Regions from separate parts of the Mus musculus genome. Here regions 1 and 2 are each linked to region 3. The links are chromatin contacts, called in public HiChIP or PLAC-seq and promoter capture Hi-C maps. All regions are on one chromosome and are shown on one strand. The core of a region is the stretch at or near the end of the contact, and the rest is flanking DNA. Distances in the headings are between cores, read along the strand shown. Region 1 holds the start of Fsbp (fibrinogen silencer binding protein). Region 2 holds the start of Rad54b (RAD54 homolog B (S. cerevisiae)). Region 3 holds the start of Runx1t1 (RUNX1 translocation partner 1).

Evidence for each region. Promoter capture Hi-C pulls out the DNA fragments that hold promoters and counts their contacts. HiChIP or PLAC-seq counts read pairs in DNA pulled down with a chosen protein or histone mark.
Region 1: an H3K27ac HiChIP or PLAC-seq map of embryonic stem cells shows a contact between it and region 3, with 12 times the contacts expected there. The contact joins the promoter of Fsbp here to the promoter of Runx1t1 in region 3. A contact is called at or near these places in 2 of 39 promoter capture datasets (the 3T3-L1 cell line and cranial neural crest) and 1 of 115 datasets of contacts at active chromatin or transcription factors (embryonic stem cells).
Region 2: a contact with region 3 is called in a promoter capture Hi-C map of the 3T3-L1 cell line, with 9 times the contacts expected there. The contact joins the promoter of Rad54b here to the promoter of Runx1t1 in region 3. A contact is called at or near these places in 2 of 39 promoter capture datasets (the 3T3-L1 cell line and hippocampal neurons).

Annotation. Positions count from the first base shown.
Region 1 is chr4:11,577,802-11,581,168 of GRCm38.p6, reverse strand. It overlaps Fsbp (fibrinogen silencer binding protein), which reads right to left and starts at 1,507. Exons shown (of 2, transcript NM_001256142.1): 1 at 1,062-1,507. The coding sequence starts at 1,435. The region is part of intron 3 of Rad54b (RAD54 homolog B (S. cerevisiae)); the gene reads right to left.
Region 2 is chr4:11,557,412-11,560,733 of GRCm38.p6, reverse strand. Rad54b (RAD54 homolog B (S. cerevisiae)) reads right to left here and starts at 1,814. Exons shown (of 15, transcript NM_001039556.3): 1 at 1,721-1,814. It overlaps LOC115489931 (predicted GPI-anchored protein 58), which reads left to right and starts at 915. Exons shown (of 3, transcript XM_030253962.1): 1 at 915-930; 2 at 1,442-1,891. The coding sequence starts at 915. Gm35693 (a long non-coding RNA gene) reads left to right here and starts at 1,908. Exons shown (of 3, transcript XR_390401.4): 1 at 1,908-2,059; 2 at 2,703-2,820; 3 at 3,081-3,282.
Region 3 is chr4:13,782,919-13,786,274 of GRCm38.p6, reverse strand. Runx1t1 (RUNX1 translocation partner 1) reads right to left here and starts at 1,493. Exons shown (of 11, transcript NM_009822.3): 1 at 1,134-1,493. The coding sequence starts at 1,140.

The sequences.
Region 1 (3,367 bases), core at 258-2,757, 2.2 Mb after region 3:
CAGCAATTTTGCTTATCTAACGCCTCTCCTAGAGCAGCAAAGCACTTGAGTCTTTGTTTGAAAGGGCCTTCAACTAATAGAGCTTGCAGTTTGTGTAAAGTACCCTAAGTCAGTCAGTAGAAAGGAAAGGAGCTGCCATTTTTATCTTATGTCAAGAATTAAATTTAAATTGATCACAGGTAACAGCTTTTAAAATTTTTAGGCAAACAATCATACCTAACGCAAACTGTTTTCAATCCCTATTTCAGTTGCCCTTATTAAATGTGAGTCTTATAAGTTACAGAGGGCAGTATGAGAAAGTTTACCTTCCCTATGAGCCAATGTCAGAGTGGAACTAGACCATTAGCCAATTACACTTTACTCTGTTATGTAACTGGAACCCCTTAGCTAGCTATTAAGCTCCTTTCGTCAATGTGTCTGTCTTACCAACTTCAAACACACTAGAGAAACAAAACAGTCTTCACTTAGAATCAATCATGTTATCTATCAAGGAAGTTTTGTTACTTTAGTGCATATTCAGGAAATATACACAGTAATAATTCATAAAAAAACAAAGTCCCCATTTGCTCCCAAAACTACTAACTTCATATAACTTTTATGTAAAAAAATTTTTTTTTAATTTCAATGACATGTAATCTTTAAAAAGAATAATTTCTCACAGAAGCAAGTAATCTAATTTTAAGGCTTACAAGTTTATGAGATATAATCAAAGTATATAATAAATGTGTAAAAATGTCATAGTAAAACCCATTACTTTATACACTCTACGCTATGAAGGCTTTAAAGTTCACTTAGTGATGTCACAGCTTCATCCCATCAATTCTGCCTTAACTTTTACTTGTGGAATCGGCAGGATGGAGGGAAAGCAGCTGCAAGCTGTCCTAACAGAGAACTCCTCAGAGCTTTACTTTTTTTTTTTTTTTTTAAGAAAGCAAAACAAAGACACTGTTCACGGCTCCCCTTGTGGGGACGCTCGCTATGCACATGTCTAGCACAGCTAAGCCAGAGCCCAAGAGATAGGAGGCGCCATAATTCCCACAACAAAATAAAATAAGGCTTACCTCTGTATGTGGCTCCTGTCTCTTATGAGGCCGAAGCTGGCAATCTGGGGAATCATTTCCATGACTTGCTTGGTGGGCTCCGAAACACTGCTTTTAAACTCAGACTGGGCCTCCTTTTGCTGCAATAGCTCCTGTTTGGCATATTCTTTGAGCCTTTTGTAAAGGCTGCGTAGGCCCTGAGCTGTGCGAGGAGGGCGGTCTACTCCAATCGCATTATAGTTAACTGCTATGACATCCCAACATCTATTCTTTTCCACTATTACTGAATTTTTATTAGTGTGCTCTTCGAGAATTTTCACATATGGCTTCACAAGGTTTAGCAAATCAAGCTTTTCAGATAAGGTAAAATTGGAAGATCTAGCCTTTCCTACCATTGTTCTTTTGGAATTAAGTAGGCCGTTTCTGAAACCACCATGCAGCCTTCAGCTCTGCTCAGCTCTTTTCACAAACAGAAAGATCAGGCTTAACTAGGCTAGCCTCATTTAGGCCCACGCCTACAGGGGAGGGCTTATTAAAATTCCTCCAGCTTAAGCTGACTTACGCAGGTTCAGGAAAGCCGCTTAAGCCAAGCCTGACCTACATAAAGCTAGCTTCTCACAGAAGGCAGGAGAGCACAAGCAAAACACACTTGTGTATACAGGGAGCAGCTCCAGATAGGATTTAATGCACAAAGGTCTGGAGATAAGCAGGAACCACAGCTTAAAATGAGCTAATTTAGTGAGAATATCACATTTCCACGCATGTATGCTGGCAGAGGGGCTGAAACAGCACCGCAGTCACTTTAATAAAAACAAAAGAGGAACTGTTCTGTGTTATTTGTTTACAAATCTAGTAGACCGAAAAACACAAGACACCAGGCAGGGGTGAACGTGGCGGTTCCTGACAAAGCTCTAATCACTGCCTCTGAGCTGGGTGTTCTCCCTTACAGACTCTGCATACTGCTGGTCCTGCTGTCAATCAGGAATTGCATAGCCTCTAGCTAGTTAGGTTACACCAGCTCAGACTGCAGGAAAGCTAAGCTTCCTCGTCGTCTCCAGCGGATAGTATCCTCTGCATAATTGTGTTATTCAAGGACAAGTGTTTACTGAATACTAGATATAAAACCCAGATAAAAATATTCGCTATTACTCTACCTGTATCGTACGTAAATATGCTATCCTGCTTTATCATGTGTAAAAATTAATGGTGAGAAATGGCATGATCATGTACAAACAAAATCGTGTTTCTATTAAAGCAATGTCTTGTTTATCTTAATCACACCACATGGACTATGAAAAGGAACACCTAATCTAGCTATGAGTTTTCCTGTTTAATGCTAGTCTGAAGCACGTGATCATCATGAAAACAAAGCAAGCTCATTTCCTCCCGGTGTGCTTGTCCAGATAGGGGATTACCTGGAACGGATGAAAGACGTGAGGTGCAGCAAGTGCTTAACACGTTCAAGGCCCCAGCTTTAATCTCCAGCGCCTCAAAACTAAAGAAATAGTAAAGAAAACGCAACTTGAACATGTTTGATTCAGGCAAAGACCGGCAAGACAGCTCATCTGGTGAAAGCATGCTGCCAAGGCCCACAGCCTGCCCTTGATCCCTAGGCTCACATGGTGGAAGGCAAAACCAACTCCCAAAGCCGCGGCCGCATGCAACTAAGCAAGTGCTGTTTAGGAGGTAAGAGCAACTCTGTACAACAGTTAAGCAAACCTACACCAATGGTCCTGACCACAGCTCAAGACCCCAAATATAAAGGTGCATCTAGACACAGCCGCTTGGTAGAAAGCAGGAGTGCACAGAAATGCTACAAAGATGTCTCCTGGTGCAGGAGGTCTTTATGATTGCTGGCCACATGCTGGACCCCTGATCTACAACTCAGCCCCTAAAGTTATTTACTTTGTTTTCATTTCTTTAACCAAGAAGCAAACTAAACTTACTGAATCCTCACTTTGTTGGAGCTGTTTGCTATTGATTTGAGACAGTCTCCCTGTATAGCTCAAATTCTCAATGTAGCCCAGGCTAGCCTCCAACTCATGATTACCCTGAGTACTAGACAATAAACATGTACAAACAGGATCAATGAGCCTAGCAAAATGCTGCAAGCTTTAAATGTATTATCTCTTCAAAAAGTAAAACGAACATGTGGAAATCCTTTTGGGGTACCGCTTGGCAGGAGTCTGACATTGGCCAAGGACAAGGAAACGGGCTTCAGGCAGGAATCTGATACTAGGGCATAATAAGGAAGTAAATTTCCACAAGAATCTAACTTTAGGCTGTAAAAGGGGAGTAGGTTAAGGCAGGAATTTTAGTCTTAGGGT
Region 2 (3,322 bases), core at 565-3,064, 2.2 Mb after region 3:
GCTATAACATTAACACTGATTATCTCCGCATGTTAGATTAAAATGTGATTTTTATTCTGAGTTCTTTTCAAACTTCAAATTTCCCACAAAGACAATGTTATCTTTATAACAAACTACACTGGTTAAATATATCATATTTTGTTAAATCTAAAATGCCATAAATTTTCAAATATGGCATTATTTTATATCCACCATTGCATTGAAAGCTATTCTCAATTTCATTAATGTTAAAATGAAATACATTAACTATCTGATGCAAATTTTAACTCATTTAAAAGATTTGGGTGGACGTCATGCTCTGTGGTTTCTTCAAATACAAACCATCACTACAAGCACAACCTTAAAGCAAATTATGAAACTGGTGCTTTGTTGATCTAATTTGTTGATGCATTTAAAAGTAAACTACAGGGGCTGGAGAGATGGCTCAGCGGGTAAGAGCACTGACTACTCTTCCAGAGGTCCTGAGTTCAATTCCCAGCAACCACATGGTGGCTCACAACCATCTGTCATGGGATCTGATGCCCTCTTCTGGTGTGTCTGAAGACAGCTACAGTGTACATAAAATAAATCTTTTTTTTAAAAAGGTGAACTACAGAAATTAGTTTATTTCCCAAAACATATTAGCATCTTTACTAGTTTGTTTTGTTTTCTAGGACAAGGGCTCTCTATAGATCCTAGACTGGCTCTGAACTTGAGATCTTCCATCTCCGACCGGCTCTAGCTGGTTTGTAAACTAGTTTTGCTGAGACCTTTTTTACAGGCCCTAGATGTAAAGCCACTTGGCAGCTCTATTGAAATGCTGCGATTTCTGAGGCTTGTAACACGCTACGGCTGAGATTAGGTCTCCCAAGGAAAACGGCCAGCCCAGGCTGATATCTGGAGCACATCATGTTTGCCTTAATAACTGTGCACCAATGACCTTCCCAGCAGGTGATTCTGCAGTTAGCTTAAATCCGTGTCTCCTCTTGTGTCTTATTCACTCTTAATCACACTCAAGCATACGACTATGCAACGGTGAGATTAATTTAAGAATTCAGAACAAAGCTTGACACACAGTACTCAAATACTTTCTGTAATATTATTACTTATAATTACTGTTGCCTGTTTAATCCACAAAATCCTATGAAATCAGAAACAACAAAGGTCCCAGGAGAGGAAAGACAAGAGGGATTATAGAATCATAGCCAGAATCTCTGCCTTCCTCTGGACTACATGGGGAAGAGGGTGTGGCAACTTCTAGGATGCAAGAAAATAAATAAAACTCCAACAGCTAGCAACAGGCCTTGCTATTTCTGCTTTTTGGCTTCCAGCCACGTTGGGTAATAAGATTTCCATTTCATACTGTAAATTCCCCTTAGACTTTGGGACTCCAATCTACCTACCTACAAAATCCTCCATAATTAATGTAAATGGTGTGTTTTTGTTTGTTTGTTGAAACCAGGAGCGGAGAGAGGGCGAGAGAGAACTAGTGGGTGGGTAATTCGCCTAGGGGAGGTGCTAGATGGTTCCACAAGCTCTTGGCTGACACCTGATGTTCTCTGGCCCCAGGCGGCCTCGGGGGCCGTGGCCTCCGAGATCGCTCGGCCCGCAGGACCCGCCCCCCTGCCCCCTGCCCAGCCAGCGAGGGCGCTCCCGCCGCCTCGCCCAGCTCCCCGGGACCCGCGCCATCCTGCACCAGGCCCCGCACGCGCCTCCCCGGGCCTCCGCTGCAGAGACCTACCCCGCAGGCTGACCGAAATCGCGAGCGCCCCGCAGCAGGTACCAACGCCTGCCGCCGACCAGCTCGAGCTTCCCGCCTTCCTACAGCCAACCACGGGCCGGGCGCCGAGCATGCGCACCACGGCGTGCAGTGCTGGTCCCGCCCCCGACTCTGATTGGACAACCGTTGCAGGTACCTTTGCACTTCCTTTTACGTGGGTCTAGGTTTGGTTCCGGTTGACTGCTAGATCTAAAACGAACCGATTTGGTTTCAGTCTTCAGGTCCTAGCTGAGGCGATAAGCCTCACAACTTAAATCAATAAATTAGGATTCGGATCATAGAAGTGTGTGCACCACTGAGGTACACGAAATCCTGTTACTCAAGTGACACTGAGCTACAGTAGTTGCAGCCCCTGTTTTACAAGCCCTTTTAAGGTCTAGGAGTATAAAAACAGATGCGTGATTATTGGACTCTCGTGAAAAGGAGAAGAGCTCCTTTAAACTTAAAAAAAAAAAGACACTATCTTAAAGTATTGTAGACAAGGTCTTGATAGACAAAGTCTTGCTGATCCTTCTGCTCTAAGAATTCTGGAGATAGATCCTTTGAAAAGAGAGAGTGGTTAAAGGTCATTCACTAGATTTTATACACGTTTGACAATTAAAATGCATCCTGTTCTGGTGTCTCTGGACACTGCACACATGAAGTACACCAACTTAAGTGCCTGCAAAACACCCATAGACATAAAACTTAAGTAGACCCTTCCTCCGAAAACAAGGTTTTTTAGAAACCTTTGACCAGTCTAACTTCAGAAGCCACCAGTGTTGTATATGACCGTTGTAAGATATTTAGTGATTTTTTTCTCTTAAGATGCACACACTCACACACACTCACTCACACAATTAGCGATGCAGTTTCTATTAAAGCCTTGCTTAAATCTACATTAACATCTCTTAACTCAAATTTGGCTTCCCACTGACTTCTGAAATTATTTTCTTTGGCAAAGTTAAGAAGCACAGCCTCATCTGAGCAGAGGTCTCTGGTGAGACCCCTCCGGCCGCTGCAGGTGGAAAGCTGTTGTTTGCTGCTACTATGGTGCCTCTCTTTCCACGGGGTGAAGTCAGGTATGCTGGCACACACTTATAATCCCAACACTCAGGAGGTTAAGGCAGAAGGATCACCATAAGAGAGCAGCCTGGGCTACATAGCAAGACTGTCTCAAAAAGCAAACAGGCAGACACATAAATAAGTAAATAGTCTTGTTAAAATGACATAGACACAAAAATTCTACGCATTAATGGGCACCATGAGACGCTTTTACTTGTGTATGTATTGTAATCAAGGTAAACACACCTACCGCTTTAAATTCTTATTTTTTTTTTAGGGTGAAAACTTTGGAAACCCTTCCTTCTGGCTTTTTGAGATATACTGTACAACTCTCTCTGCAGTCACCCTGCTATGCAACCTCGTGCTAAAATTCTTCTAGCTTTCTGAGTGTGAACTAAAGTTTCTTCTTCATAGTTAGCATTTCACTTCATCTGAAAAGCTACAGGTACAAAGATTAAATATGGACATTTTTCTATGGCTTATTTGTATCTCATGTGCACTGCTGCTTTGCCTGCATAC
Region 3 (3,356 bases), core at 244-2,743:
ATATTATATAATAAGGGCACATTTCTTCCTCAGTTACATATTGCATATAAATCAAGCTGAGAGCTTAAAGAGTTAAAATGACCTTTCTAAGACCTCAGTTATTATCTTTTTTGGTAATTGAATTTCCCCATATTTCAGCTTCTATGCATTGCTAGTCCCCTGAACAACAGCAACGGAAGTGCAATCCTGGGCAAACTTGTCCTTTCTGCACACATATCAATAACGAGGAGAGCAGACTCCAAGACGTATCCTAAAGGGAAAACACTCTTCAAACAACTGGCGATACCTACACACAACTGTGGTTTCAGAAAGCTGGCAGATAATGTTTCAAAACACCATCTGGGAGGTGTGCAAACTCTGACCAAGCACGGCCTCTTCTGCCTGCCCTACCCAAATAATCTGCATGCGCCAGCCAGCTGGAGGATCTCTGTGTGCCCTGCCTTTATCTGCTCTGCATTCGGCACAGGACAATTTAGAGAGTTCTGGAGAGCAGCAGAGACAGCCCTTCTCCTGCAGCAGGCTTCACAAACACAGTTTTCCCTGGCAGCAATCACAGAAACACTTCAGTTTCCAAAGATAATATTTTTCTGGAGAATTGTCATACACTAAATTTCCAGGGACACAGGAATGTCACTAATTCAGCATACTTCTTCTAAATGACCCGATTTCAATTACTTACATGATAACATCTAAGGACTATGATTTAGAGCGAGAAATTCCTTCTAGTGCCAAAGCTGCCTTCATTTTCTTTGACATAAACAGCTCTTCAAAGACGTTCTCCAAGAATTCTACCATAATCTAAAAACTCTCTCCACAGGCAAATAACCAGCAAAGAAGTACAGATGATAGTCCAGAGACCCAGAACAGAAAACACTTCTCAGTGGAGCTAATCCCCTGTGTAAACTGCTCAGGCAAACATCCACGGCTTCCTTCCCCTCAGTTTCAAAGGAGTATCTCCCCATATCCTACACCCCTAAATCCAGCTTTCTTTGTGTCACCTCCCAATCACACCTCTATCACCCCACAGCCTCTCCCTGCCCTCATCCAGTACAGCAGTCGTGGTGCAGTCGGCATTTTCCACGCGTTACAGAAAGTAAAGCTTCCTTCCTTGCAAGAAAAGAGGACTCACTCACCAGGCATCCCGGAATCCAGCGTGTAACACACTGAAAGCAACTCTGTGTTAAGAGGGAGCGCGATGCGGGCTCATGCCTCCTGTTCTGGAATGTGCGGGGCGGTGGAGAGGAGGGCCATCAGAGGGGCTGGGGCGGCATGGCCCGAGGCAGGGTGCTGGGCGCGTGCGCCTGCCAGGCAGAGACAGATGGAGAGCTGACACTCCGGATTGCACTTGGAGCAGAAATGTGCAGGATGACAGGAACACATGTGGCCTTGAACCCAGCCCTGTCTCTTCAGGCAGAACAATGACAGGGACGTGTGTACAAAGTATCACAACTCCTGTCTCCCTTTCTCCACTCTTCCTCCTGCCCCAGTTCCAGAGCACCAAAAAGCAGAAAGTGAAATGCAGAAAGATAAGCTAAATGCTGAATAATTCATTCACTATCACCACCCCTTCCCAGCTCCAAGTTAACCCTTATTTTGCCAAAAGATGGCAATGTTGACCTGACCCCAACTCACACTGAAAGCTGTCCTTCATCTTCTAATTTTAACAGGCATTACTGGGAAGTTTGGTTTAAAACAAACAAGGGCACAGACCACAAAGCTTTTTTTATTGATCTGGAAACCCCAAACAACCTAAAAACCTCTTGTAAGACCGGGCTGTGCCAGTTCATCGCCCAGCACAAAGTATGAGCAGAACACTTCCAGCTTCCCAGTAGCGTGGGTCAAACAGAACACTTTTTTTCTGAGGCAGAATCTAACCGTTTTTAGTTCACTACAGTGCTTTCAATCCACTGGGCTCCCAGGTTGATTTGCTCCAAACACTTTCAGCTTACTTTCCTCTACTTTACATAGAGATCCACAGGAGACAAAAACAAACTCTTCATTGTAATGCCTTTTCAAAAGCTAAACAATCATGCCTTTTTGGGAAGGGGTGCTGGGGGGGGGGGTGCAAGGGGGGCTGGGGGGGGAGACACCCTTAAATGTTTCTCCTGACTGTGAATAACACATACCCAGCCTGGTTCAATGGACTCTTCCCTATTAAGCTTTAATGGACACCATGATATATAAAACTGGGAGCCTTTGTTACAGTGCTTTATCTAAAGCTGCCTATTTCCTTCCCAGCAGTGTGTCTTCAGTCCTTTGTAAAACATCCTTGCCTCATAGGAGAAACACAAGCCTGCCTGCCTGCCTGCCTTGCCCGCCTGTTTCTAAACACACAAAGATGCCAGGCAGAAGGAAAACATTATTCTCTTCTAAAACTCTTCTTCACAATTTAACACTTGGGAACTCTTCTCTGGGTCTGTGTTTGATTGTTTGTTTTAACAACAGGGCTCACATGGTGGTCAAGCCCTTGGGCTCTCTACCTTTCCAGTGTACAGCCAATCCACTAGACACACACAATTCTACTAAACAATTCTACTCAGGACTGACCAGCCAGCCAGCTCAGTGACCATGAAGAGGGACCGGCCCCTTTAACTCTTGCTATTCTGGCAGTGGTCCATGTGTCCTTTGCTTATTCGACATTTTCCATAAGCTTTCATCAGGTTGATTTTTCTCCCCTCCTTGCTGCCTTCAAGAACTACTAACAGACCCCATCTGAAAACAGGCAGTGATTTTGACCTCTACCCACTGCCTCCCTGTCCCTTCGCCTGAGAGGGCTTCAGAGCACATGCACACAACACACACCTTGCACAAACGAAAAATATATCATCTTTGATAAACAGCATCGATCAGTAAGAACTTCTACAGCCCCTGAACGCTGAACCTGAGAAGGGCTGCTTCAGCCAGTGAACCCCTCAAAAATCCATCTCTGTCAGAGACAACTTGTAAAAAGACGACAATTCATAGTGATTACTCTGTTCTGTCAAGAATAGTATACTACACTCTATTTATGAGGGCAATCTTTTTGTTCATCTTAGTTGGGTGTCACTTGTAATGAGGTTCTGTGTAATGGATTTCAGTTCTGTTAAGCAGCAAGCTCAAACATTCTTGTGACAGAAATTGTTATAGCATGCATGAGTGTGATCACCAATTAAGTGCTGGCATAAGGGCCTTTATGGAATCCAGAATCCTAAATCTGAAGACTTCCATTTTTTTAAGGAGTAGTTTTGAAAAGCCATTCAATGCTACACACCAATTTTTTTTTTCTTTAATACTATACCTATGGAAGAAAGAAAACATTTTCACAGTGGGGCACCCAACCTTTCATCAATATGCACGGTGAATCACTTCTAAAATAG